Linked DNA regions of Anas platyrhynchos: region 2 is linked to region 1. Evidence: chromatin contacts called from public Hi-C data. All regions are on one chromosome and are shown on one strand. The core of a region is the stretch at or near the end of the contact, and the rest is flanking DNA. Distances in the headings are between cores, read along the strand shown. Region 1 overlaps LOC106014940 (a long non-coding RNA gene). Region 2 overlaps LOC101797763 (methylenetetrahydrofolate dehydrogenase (NADP+ dependent) 2 like).

The links. Hi-C and Micro-C count contacts between places; a contact is called where the count stands out from the background.
Region 2: a Hi-C map of liver shows a contact between it and region 1, with 6 times the contacts expected there. The contact joins two enhancer-like sites. A contact is called at or near these places in 2 of 8 Hi-C or Micro-C datasets (liver and skeletal muscle).

What each region holds. Positions count from the first base shown.
Region 1 is chr4:49,812,094-49,818,518 of IASCAAS_PekinDuck_T2T, reverse strand. It overlaps LOC106014940 (a long non-coding RNA gene), which reads left to right. Exons shown (of 9, transcript XR_011809179.1): 7 at 5,310-6,425. Among named protein-coding and RNA genes, the nearest start is that of USO1, 39 kb to the right of the region's middle. Within about 2 kb of position 4,243, at least 2 of the 8 cell types and tissues checked have an H3K27ac peak or open chromatin away from gene starts, as enhancers often do.
Region 2 is chr4:49,937,884-49,944,189 of IASCAAS_PekinDuck_T2T, reverse strand. It overlaps LOC101797763 (methylenetetrahydrofolate dehydrogenase (NADP+ dependent) 2 like), which reads left to right. Exons shown (of 10, transcript XM_072037573.1): 10 at 236-1,591. The coding sequence ends at 290. Among named protein-coding and RNA genes, the nearest start is that of EREG, 19 kb to the right of the region's middle. Within about 2 kb of position 3,034, at least 2 of the 8 cell types and tissues checked have an H3K27ac peak or open chromatin away from gene starts, as enhancers often do.

The sequences.
Region 1 (6,425 bases), core at 2,994-5,493:
GAGTGATTGAAACTGTTTTGCCCTGTACTCACAGAGGTCTGAGGGAACTGGAAGGAGGCTGTGGTGAGGTTACAGGTGGCACAAGCATCATCTGAGAGTCTCAAGAGTGAGTACATTCAAAATGGGGATTTTCCTCCCCTTCTCCCGAGGAATTCTCTAGGAACCTGGTATTTCTTTGAGACCTGGACAGATGCAAGACATACACACATGCCTGGAAAACTGACTGGAAATTCAGTCAGAGAAGCAGGGAGAAATGAAGTGTGAGCACTGTGCTGCAAGAGTTCCTTCAGAACCTGCTCCTTGCAGGCAGCACAACACGGCTCCATGTGGTGCAGACATCCAGGGTTCATGCATGTCACTGAGTGCTGGATACAACAGACACTTAGAAGCACATCTCCATCAGCATCATACTAGGCAAGGGGTACTGCTTTCCCTTGCTGGCAGAGAGGATGAGGTGTAAGGATTGGTTTTGGCAGAAAGCAGGGCTCCTCTGTGCAGTTCCTGAGCTTGCAGCGACTCGGAGCTGCTGTCAGTCCTGTCATGTAGCGAGGGAGAGATGTGCTACATCACCAGGCCTGGTGCCTTGACACTTCTCTTGGGAGATCCTTCAGGGAAACACAGCAGCAAATCTGCAAGTATCAGATAATTGTAGATAGGTCATTCCTGAAGCAGCAGGTACCTGGAAGCAATTGTTTTGACTAATATCCTGTTGCATACCGTGAAGCAACAGAGAGGAAAGAATAACAGGCACATTATCTGCTCAATCAGAAGTCAGCACAAACTTCTGATGAAGAGCTGGGAGCATCACCAGGAACATTCAGACAGGAATTGAAGGATGAGGAAAAATACTGTATAGCCATCCCCATTGTAAAAGCTACGCTAAAAAGGTAAAAGCAGAAATGGGGGGAATTTCTCACTTCAGCTTTTCTGTTGCCTGCTGAGGTCACAGCAGATTTCTAGAGCAAAGGGCAGACGTGACTCAAGAGTCTACGAAACTTCACCAGGAAATTGTCTCAAGACCCCAGTAATCACATCAGAGCACTTCAGCACGGAGCTGGGCGCAGCTTGGACACTCGCGTGCTCTCTGTGCATGGGAAGAGCGCTCCTCTGCAGAGGGCCAAGTCAGGGATTTGTACAGATGATGCAACCAGCCCAAGAGTGCACATCAAGAAGATAGCTTTGGATAAAGGGTATCTCTTCTAAGTTGCCAGGTGTCTGACATATCTGCCAGAAGACCAGATGACTCCACGGGCATGCAGAGCACAGAATCACAGAATCATCTGGGTTGGAAGAGTCCTCCACACAACAAACAAATGCAAGCAGTGACACTTCTTGTAGCTGGGAGCCCTTCAAGGCCATCAACGGAGTGCCAGAAAAACCTAGCACTGCTTGCAGCTACCCTCGGCAGCATCCATCATTCAGGGGATACTAACACAGAGTCCTCGAGGCGGCCCAGAAAGTGGCAAAACTCCCAGCAGTTTAAGCCCCCTCGGGCCCCCGTCCAAACGCCATTACCTTCGGCATGGCAGCCAGGCCTGTGGCTTGCAGCTGCACATGTGCTTCAAAATGCTACGAAAGGCAGGTTGTCTGGGTCCTGCCAGGAAGAGCTGTGAGTAATCAGCCACCTGAAGCTGAGGTTGCACAGGGTGGAAGCCTCGTATCAGTTGCCCAACCGTCACCCCCTTCCTTTCCATTGAAGTGCACAGCATGCAAGATAAAATCAGTTCCAGACAGATTATGACAAAAAGTGGAGTGTATAATAAAGTACATTCTTATCCAAGTGGATTTCCTGGCCTGATGAGTGAACCTGCGTGTTTCTGCTCTACCTTTGGCGTATGCCTGTGCAGCTGGGCTTGCTGACACAACCCTGTCTTTTCCTGCAGCAAAAGGATCAGTTACCCTGGCAAGTGGCCTGCTGATGTGTTCTCGGTCCTCGCCTCCGCTGGCTCAGCCTCAGCACCAGCCCTTGTGAGCATTTGCTGTGGGGCAGGTACACAGGAGGGAGCAGGGGTGAGCCAACATCCCCTTTTTTGTATTTTAAAGCACCTTGGCTACCTGTAACAAGATAGCTCAAACACTTTCACCTACTGCTCACACCCTGTATGATCTCAAGCATGCTCATATTTCCGGTCAGATAAAGCATTTCATTCAGACTGGGTGATTTTTATTAAGTCCTTGATTTACTGCGTCCTAAGTAAACGAGCAGCCCTGCAGTCAATTTTGCAATGCACACCGGAGCAGCAGCTTATCAAAAAGGAGCTGGTGAGAGGGGAGAAGAGGAGACTGGATGGGCAGCTCAATTCCTGAGCTTATCCCAGATCAAGCTACTCATGTGCAGAGGTCACACAGTGGTGCAGGGAAAATTTTAGATCTTTTAACTTGGTCCAGCGCTCTTCCTCTTAGAATGTGTCACCTCTTCATCAGAGAATGGAAAGACAGGCCTTCAGGTTTCCACAGACATCACAACAGGTTTCTAAGTCTGAACCTAGCTTGACAAAGTGCTGGCATTGGCCTGATGCCTGAAGCATAACAGGATCCCTCCTGTTCCACCCAAGGAGCAGGGACAGGGGGACTGGCCATCCCACATCTCCCAGGGACACCCATCTTTACTGGAGAATTCAGCAAAAGTTCCGTGTTTGCTGCTTAAGAAATACACAACAGAAATCTCAGGATTTCACAAGCTGGAAGGCAGGAGCACAGTAACAGGGAACCACTGCAGGCATGCAGAAAAGTTTCACTGTAGAGGAGGAGGCAAGGCTTTTCTGATCCTGGAGACAAAAGGGGATGTCTCGGCCTGTCCTCTACAAACCCAGGCAGTTCTGCTACAGGCCACAAGCTTAATGCCACATGGGCCTTCCAGATAATGCTCTGCAAGGACAGATCAGAGTAGATGGGACAGGATGGGCCAGCCCTGAGCCCTGTGTGCCCACGGTGTGGTTTAATTTAATACAGGACAACCACTGAATGTCTGTGAGATGTGCTATCTTCTGCTCTTCATGCGAAGGCCCAGAAGTGTGTCCTCGCACTGACTGCAGGGAAGCCCCACTACACCGTTTGCCTGGAGCTGCTAGCTCCAGTGCAGCAGGGGTGGGAACCTGCATCCCACAGGATGTCCAGCTATTCCAACCCTGCTCAAGGGCTTGAGCTCATCGAAGCTGCAGCCCTACAAGACATGAGGGGCTGCCAACCCAGCTCTGTGCAAGCTTGGAGACTGTCTCACTTCAGTCTTTTCTGCAAACAGAGCACAGCTTTCTGTAGTGCACTGCGTATGCTGAAGCCCAGAGATGTCCAAGGTTAGCTATGCGTGCAGGAACAGTCTCCTTACCTCTCACCTAAGGTATAAAACCACACGGTGCAACACTGCTCCAGTCACAACTAGCCAGCAGTCCCAGGAGGGAAAGCATGTGGGACCTGGTGCCTGGCACAGCATGTATCTTCTCCATGCATCCAGATACCTCTGGGGACTATAACAGCTAAGACCCACAGCAGCAGCCTGCAAGCAGAGAGTAAAAGTGTGCGTCCATGTGTGCTGAACAGGGCCCCAGCTCCAAGGAAAGACTTGCGTTACGACCTGGCAGTCTGTCCTATTTTTCCTCTTTGAGTACCATACTAGAAAAAAAAGTACACACGTACACACACACCACTAACAACACTCCCACCAAATCTATCAAAGCCAACTCTTCCTCAGCATCTGTGCCACCACTGGACAATGCTGTGCAGGTTTGAACTGGCAGCACAGCCCATGGTAAGCTGCTTAGCAGAAGATAAAATCGCCTTTTTTAGGACAGGAGGGCAGGACAATGCTAAAAGTTAGGCTGAACTGCCTAAAGCCAGCATGGTCATCAGCAAACCCAAGCAGCACAGTAGCACATGGCTCCGGGGCTCCACACAGCTACTGGGGGTTTAGAATTGCTGGATTTAGGGATTTAGGTAGCATTCTAAGAAGTTTGGTGGATTATTTTATTATTTTATTTTATTTTATTTTATTTTATTTTATTTTATTTTATTTTATTTTATTTTATTTTATTTTATTTTATTTTATTTTATTTTATTTTATTTTATTATTTTATTTTTTAGTAGCGTTTGCCTTAAAGCTCTGTTTAAAACCAGAAGCTACCATCTAGCTGGCTCAGAAACGCTGACACTGGTTTAACCTTTGTAGCTTCGCAGCTCCAGTTCCCAGCACCCAGCTCAGGGTTGCTGTAGCGGGTTTTGGTGCCGTCTGTGGGAACACCATGACCTCTGGTGGCCACACTGGAGCTCGACGAGTCTTACCCTCGGTGCCGAGTGGTAGGCTGCAGGAGGATTCACACCACAGGGACTGAGGAGCAAGGACGAGCAAGGCAAGCCCTGGCCCTGTTGGACTGCGCCCATTGTCCAGTGCCACTGGTTTGCAGAGGGGTGCAACTGGTGCAGCCTAGTGCCCGCTGCCCCCTCCCCACAGAGGCACACACAGCACCAGGGGAGCTGCTCCGTGCTGGGGCTGCCGGTCACTGGAAGGGACTGGGCAGGAGCGCAGACAGCAGGCAACTCCATGCCCATGCCAGGTGGTTTTCTCCTGTTTATGAAAAGCAGCTCACTGCAGTCCAAAGCAGAAAGGGTTCTAACTGGGCTTTAAGCCCTCCTTTCACGTCTATTTCTTTGGCTAGCCTTCACCACACAAGTGCTATTCTTGCATTGGCCCTGCTGTGCTTTTCTTTGTCAGGGGAGGTGGTGGCAAAGCGCTCCCCGGTATGGCTGTGGTAGGCCCAGACGGCTACAGAGACGTGCCTAAGGATAAACAACTTTAACTAATTACTTCGGCAGCTTTCTCCCTCCCAGCCACACGCACACCTTCCCAAGCCACTGGGAGAAGAATGCAGCCTGCAGCAAATCCGCTGTCCCTTGCATCATCATTTTGGGGCTGAAAGCATGCAGGTGAGAGTCTGGTGTCCCCCAGGAGGGCAGGTGGAGTTGGCGTGCGACCATGCTCTCATTACCAACTTGTTCAAATCATCGGGAATGACATGAAGTTGATGTTTAGCTGTGCTTTGGTCTCAGCTCAGTATTAATCTCCGTGTGTTCAGCATCCAGAGTCTATCACCAAATGAGGTCAGGAAGGCTTGTGCTGATAGCTTCAACCACTGTGTATCTCGGGACTTCCCTAATTACCAGGAAAGCCCCATTTCTCCTTTGCTTTTGGACTAGATTTATCAGGGAGCTAAGCCGACTAGCCAGTGAAACGTCCACACCTGATGCTTTTTTTTAGCAGCAAATGCAGTCATGCAAGTGCTGGCAAAGCTTCACCCTAGACTTGTGCTCTTTTGCAGGTTGCCTCCGATTTTGTTGGAAGTCGGCATCCGGCCCAGCTGAGAAGCGTGAAAGCATCAACTCGGTCTTTGGCTCCTCCTTGACCCAAATGGGAGCCAAGAGGCCAAGGAGCAAGCTGGTTTCCTTTTGTGGCTGCAGAACTTTTCTTATTTGGGCTCATCACCAGCTGAATTTCTTGACAAGGCTTCCAGGCACAGCCAGGGACTAGCAGAAAAGTCGGACCATTCTGCCATTGCCTAACTGGAGATACAGCAACGGGAGAGCCAGAAATTGTTCATTCCTGCAGCCACGAGCTGCATGCTCCCTGTCAGCCCTGTGAGCTGGGAAGCACCTCTCTCACCCGCTCTGTCACGTAGCCCCAGCACCCCGGGTCAGCCAGGAGATACAGATCTGGCTGGGGGAGTCTCGGCAGCCCTGTGCCTCAGATCTCACCGACAGTCAGGGCAGGGCTGAGTCTTTTTTCTTAGGGCTGTGTCTTGGGGCCCAGCTGTTATGGGGGTCACTCTGAAGCCCCTGTATAACACTAACCCCAGAAAGCTTGCTTTCTGAAGGATCTTCACACACATGTATGCGTCAGCCCCTTAGCAGTGGCTCTTCTTGATGGGCATTTGTATCTCCCTCCAGTCAAGCAGGCTGTCTAACTGGTGATTTATTACACTGCTGCTAGCAAAACACGTGTGGCCTGGAGCGGCTGTCAGTGACCAGACTGCCCTCTCTTTCCCCAGCAGTGAAATTCTCAGTTTTGAGGCACGACACTCTGCAGCAAGGGTATTCTCTGCCTTGGCCTGACCTTCACTGTTAGCCTCAGGATCCATGTCTGTTGCATCACAAAAATTTGCTCCTGCTATGATGTCCTCTATCAAGAAAAGCATCATGAGGTTATTGTCTTCTGATATAAGGAGTAGGAAGCGATCACATGCTTGTGCAGGCCAAGAAAAGTGCACGACTCAGGCAACCACAGGGACTTCATTCTTGGTTGATGCTAACCCCCCCTCTGTACTGGTGTCCTTTTCCTTGTGAAGGAATGAGGCTGAGGTAACCTGGTCCCCCACTTCTTTAACGTGAGGATGCTGTTTGGGCAGTTAGAGAACAGAAAAGGCTGTTTTTCGCCTCCT
Region 2 (6,306 bases), core at 1,785-4,284, 130 kb before region 1:
CTGTGCAGAGTTTTGACAAGGGCATTGGGAGCATGTTCTTGCATTTGTTGTGTGATCTTGAAGGAGCTGATGCTCAATATTTCTGCTTTCTGACCTGCCAGTTGTATAATACGGTGCAGCTTTGCTAAAAGTGGGTTTTGTTGGGGCTACTTAAATGAATCAAGCAAAATGAATGTTCAGACTACAGGGGTTTTACAGGTGTCTGATTAAAATGACACAACCTTTTCCATTTTAGATGCAGGAAATTGAAATCGCCCTACAAAGTCTGCACAGGAGAGACAGCGTTGTGAAGACGTGGCGCTGGGACACTTAGCAATCTGCCTGTAGGCAAGAGGCTGTTCTGTTTGGAGGGCCACCCCCCGCCATCTAGCAGGTACCCCAGCCTCGCTGATGAGGTGAAATGAAGGGAGTGACGGAGCGAGTGTGTAAACGGAACTGCTGCAGAACTGCTGGGCTCCATTCGCTTTTGAAGAAAGACTTGATATTTCTAGTGAAGGCTGCTAGATAAGCAGGTCAGAACAGCAAGGGATACTTGCAGCCTTCTCAGCGCTCTCCTGCGGTTCATATTTGTCCAGGAGAGGACTGAGTCATTTTATCTAGTTTTTGGTCATTTCAAGCCCTAGTACAGTGTTCTGCTCTGGTCTTTCCTGTCTTTTTTTTTCTCCTTCCCTGAAACAACCTGTTTCACAATGGAATTGTATTCTGAACATCATGTGCTGATGAGAAGCCATCTGGATTCTGCTTCTATTGCCGTATGGGACAAAATCATCAAGTGCTTTGGACTGAGGAAAATACACTGTTCTCGGAGACTTAGTAAAATCTGGAATAACAGGTATGCAATTTCTGGAAAATCAGACTATGACACCTTGGGACACAGCAAGTTTTTGACGTTTTTGACGACAGAAGGAATTCAACATCTTTCTCGAAATGGATTATGGAGTGTGCTTGTGACAAAGAACACAAGTTTTCCTAAACATCATATAGCAGCTCATCACATTGCTGAAACTTAATGCAAAACATTGCTTTGCTGCACGGTGATTTCAGAGCAAGACTCCAGCTGCTACAGAATCTGGAATTTTGTTATGCAACTTAGCATAGCTTTGCCAAGGAAGCATATTCATTTTACTCCTTGTGCACATCCTGTGCACAATGTGACCACTCAGATAAAAAAGAAATGGCCACAGGGATTTTGTTTCGTCCTGGCCAGACAGATTATTACTAGGTGCTTGTTTTCCTTCGTCTTTCCTACAAAGAAATGCGAAGGCCGGAGGATTTTGTTCAAGAAGAGACTGAGTTGGTTGTAAGGATGGTGGCACTAATTGTGACTTCTCACTGACATTTGGAGGATTTGCCAGTGCCGATGAGACTGGAGATGTCTCCCAGAGATTTTTCATTTCAGCTGTTGCACATTGTAGACAAATTTGCTGTGCTTAGTCATCTACAAGGAAAAGGCAGATAGGTACCTCAACAATCTTTGGGATTTTTGTGGAATAATGCAGGCTCATAAATTGCTGTGCGTTGCTGAGAGGTTCAATTTCTTTGTTATGCAAGTTCATTTTTACCAGAGGATGGTTGTCATTTGTTTTTTTTTGTTTGTTTAAAAAAATAATAATAATAAGCTGTGTATTTGTGAAACTACAATGGTAATGCTGAAGTGTGTATGGAAGGCTGGATTTTGAGGAGGTAAATGCACGCTGAGCACTTGAGTGTTCAGAAGTTCAGTGGGCTCCTCACATGGGGGATCCTGGTCAGTAACTGAGTTGTCTCAGCTCTTGATTTCATACAAAAAAAAAAAAAAAGGCAAACAAAAAAAACCTCACAGCACATCACCCTGATTGGACATGATTTTGAAGTCAGCTTTCAGTTGTTGCCCTGTTTTCTGTGTCACCTGTATGTAGTGAGAGAGCAATCAGATGTTAATAGCTGTGCAAATGCACATAGGCATGCAAAAAACACCCTTCACCCCTTGCACACACACACTGTACAAAGGCTGAACTGAAGTACCTGTTAAAAACTGCACGTCATCAGGAAAACACAGGTTAAAGATCTTCCTTGTATCTCTGAGAAAATTTTAATCGCTGGGCAGGCCAAAAAGAGGAAAAGCTGCAAAGCATTTGTCATGCAAATTAATCTTTTCCAGTGTCTCTTCCCACGCCCACCTTGCAAGTGTTGTGTTCACTTGTAGAAGAAAATTCTTTCTGCATCAAGAAGTCTGTCGTGGAGCAGCCATTCACAGGAACACAACTTTTTCAGTGCATATATGCAGCTGCTTGAGGAGTTTTCAAGTCAGGAGTTTGAACAGCTGGAATTTCTTTTGTCCTAAAGAGCTGTCAGCAGAGAGATGGATTTGTGTGTGTGTGTGTTTTTTAACCATTTGTGAATCCACTCGCTGATGTTCTTCACTATCTGGTGGCCAAATGGGTGCGCTGCAGGTCATCGAAGTGCTTCTTGAAAAGTATTTATTCAAAACAGAGATACTCTGTACCTAGAGAAACGCACACTGATATTTTTTTATGTTTAACTAGAACATGGATGCCAGCTGAAAAGGGAGATTATTTCAAGGCCCCAGTTTGGCAGGAAACTTTTTCTAGTTTGCTTTCAGGACCAAGGCAGCTCTGTGAGGGCTGCCTGCGAAATTTTGCAGGGGTTTTGTGCTAATGGAAGAAAAGCTCCAGAGTGAAATACCAGATGAGTCCATGGCATGCAAAATAAAACTTGGTCTAAGCGCAGGGAGAGTAAAATGGAAAGACAGATGGAAGAAGGAAGAGAAATGAGGTCTTTGCTTTATTTTTTTTTTCTTTTTCCAATTGGTAGTGAGGCTTCCAGATGTGGGTTCCTCACCACTTGGGTGCCTCATCCTTTGCCAAAGCACGATGTGGGAGCAGGCTGCCAGCTCCTCAAACATCCCAGCTTGGTGGCACCAGCACAGATGACTGTTCTCTCTGTCAGCCTGCACAGTGTTTACAGGCTGTAGCCCGTTTGGGAGAAGAGCCTTGTCATTGCTGTTCTAAGGGATTTCATCAGGCCCAAGCTGTGTTTGAGGCATCCCTGCAGGAATGAATCATTCAGCTGTTTGATGCAGTGACCCTGCTGAGGAAGTCTGTGCTGCCTCAGATTGCTTCGTGGAGTCAGCTGTGCTGAGCCCTGCCTTGATAAGTGACAGGTGCTACTGGGCTAGTATTGTCTGTTGCTGCTTACAGTGCTGAATTTCCTGCAGAACTGGCCCGTCAGAGGATTGGGATCGTCTTTCCTGTCTCATTTATCAGGCTCAGACTCTTTCTGTAATGGCATAATTAACAGAGCTGTGAGCTTCTCTTTCCTATTAGCTGCACGTGCCAAAAACACTGCCATTTCGGGAGGAGACCCTGTGCTTGTGTGGCTTCTGGGTACGCCTGCATCAGGCGTAGTGGGGGCACCAGCTCAGCAGGGAGGGGAGAGAGATGCTAAAGACTGGGACCTGCCTTTGCAAAGGACGGAGCATTGCCTTGCATGTGATCCTGGCTGCTGGAACCACACCACAGTGCCTCACAGTGCATCACTTGAGCCTAGCTGTCCATACGCAACCAAACCCTCTCCCTACTTCGCAGCAATCCTCTCTCAACATCTGGGTGCACTTTGTCACTAATGCTTGGCTGGGACTTGAGCTCCTCCCCAGCATCTGACACCCGTTTTCTTCTGAAGTACCTGGGTAGCCCGCAGTGTACCTGCTGGCAGCAAGGCCCATTTAAAATGCTGGGATGCAAGCCTGTGGAAAAGATGAGTGTCCTGGCAAAATACTTCTCTTAATCTTGGAAGGAAGCATATTGCTGGCTGATAGTCAGTGCACAAAGTGTCCCTGTGGGCACTGAAAACTGTCCCACCTTCCTGACAGGGTGTGCTGTTGTTTCCTAGCAGTGCCCAAGATCACCCATGAGCGCATCAGCAGCCTGAGCAGGGGGCATGCCAGCAGCCAGGCCACTGGCCCAACTCGTCTCATAGCCAGTCAGCAACAGCAGGCAGTGCCAGAGGCTCCCGGAGCTGGTCTGAGAGATGTGGTGGCAGGCAGGTAGGAGAGTTTTCCCTCAGAGAAGGTTTTCTCTTATTGTTGATAACTGAGAACAGGGTTTGGATGATAATACAGCAGTGTGTCTGATCCTTCTCACATACAATGGAAGAACAGCTTCTTCTAGTGTGTAGTAAAAGAAAAAAAAAAAAAGATTTGTGTTTATGTGGCTGGCAAAAGGCTTCCTTGGGCGTCATTTGAGCCATAAACGCTGGGTTATGTCCTAGGAACTAGAGGTGAAGTGTTAGCAGTTCTCTATTTCAGGCAAAAACAATCACATAGCTCAGCATAACTTCCTGACTTTTTAGTTCTTAACACTAGTTCTGTTTTATTTAATTTCTGGTCCATGTAATGTGCTGTGGTTGGAAAAGCATCCCTCAAAGAGAAAGCCAATTTGGCAAAATAATGAATTTAATAATTATGTTAGGAATAGTTGCAATGACCTCTGTGACTTAATGGATTTGACTTCACAGCATCTACGTGAAGCAGATCAGTGCTTTGGGGATGATGTGCTGTGGAAACTGAGACGAGGACGGACTAAATTCACGTGAGTGAGAGGCATCAGGGCAGCGAATCCAGACTCCTCGGAGCCTCTTGTGCTGTAGCCAATAGGTCATGTTTTTGCTCCTTTTAGTGCTCTTAAGAAATGGTTATCACATTGATGGATAATGCACTAGTAGTTTTCAGAGAGGGAAAAGAAGGGAATTCTAGGTAAGATGAAAGTTCGAAGGCAAGAACATGAGTTTCTTCTTGAATATTCATTTGAGCTCTGGGTGGTATATGACATGAGGACAAGGTTTTTGTTTGAGAAATATGACAACAAACCAGTACTTGGGAGGGGAGGGAAAAAAAGGCGATTCACATGTGCAAGTAAATGATCAGCAGGTTGTATGCGGTTAGCTCCAACCCATTGTGTGCAGGGTTTGTGGAAGTCCTGTTCATTTCAGGAGCTCCTGGCCAGGAACAGAACAATTTCAGGGCAGCCTTGAGAAAAGTGAACATGACAAACTAGGAGGGGGGAGAATGTACTGGTTATTGTTTACATTTCAAGGTGTTGGGTGGCTCAAAGGCACGAGAGAGCAAATTGGCCTGACTGAGAGACTGAAAGTGCTGTCTGCACAGCTCAGTGCTTTGGTCACTGCGTTTGTAGAGCTCTGATGGCATCTGCAGTGACGTGTGGCTGCTCGTGCACATCACGTCCTTCGCCTGGCTCTGGAGAGGGAAGCACCTGTAGAGGTCCCTATTGTACTATAAATCCAGGAAATCACTCAGGATGCCTTTACGACCCAGTTAACAAACAAACAGAAAAGCGCAGCTACTCATTAAAAGCTCAGTGTAAGTAGTCATTAATTATCATGACAGCAATAAAATCTTGTACTATGACTAGGCTCTGGGCTGCTCCTACTCTCGCTGAAGTGAGTGTGAGCAAGAGCAGGCTCTGAGAAGCAGCTCTCAGCGAGCTGAAGGAGGTGTCGCAGCACAGCTGCTGCTGCTGGTTTGTGCCTCCTCTGGAGGAGGACCCATGAAATGAGAGGAAACAGAGGCACGGGGAGGCCAAGTCACTTGATCTAAATCCCAGAAAACAAGATGGGTGTGTAGACCCTGGGCCTTTGGGCCCTTACACGGCCTAGGTAATGGCTTTTTTCTCCTATTTGCAGCCCAATATTTTGCTTTTATTAAGAAAGAGCAGAGGTATGGGGCCTGGCAAGAGACCCTGAAAGAGACCCCCGAGGCAGGGTAGCCATTCAGTAGGCATCTTATTAATAAAGGATGGAAATCTGTAGTACCTATGATCATGTTTTCATGGTCTCACATCTAAATCTTTTCTTTTCTTCCTTGCTGGGGCTTCAATTTGATAAATGTTCACATAGAAGAGAAAGGCACAATGTAGGCAGTAAGTGACACAGAAAAATACAAATATAATGCTCTCCATCATGGGATTTTTCCATATAGCTCATGGATTATGGGTTATGGTCTGTGTCCTGCTCTTACATCCCTGTAGAAGCAACAGGTCACATAACCACACTGAGGCTGTTGTATAGCTGGTCCAATTGATTGTTAGTTTGATGGAGTTGGACAAATTAAAATTTTAATCTTAAAAATATGAGAAATTCCCAAGCTAGGGTAAAAACGGTTTTAAATGCTTGTCTTCTCTAACAGTTCAAGATGAGCTGAACGTGGGACTTGAGGCATGTCTTGCCAAGCCACATTTTGGGAGATGCCCATCCAATTTTTTTCCCCATTTAGGCAATCAGGACTCCTGC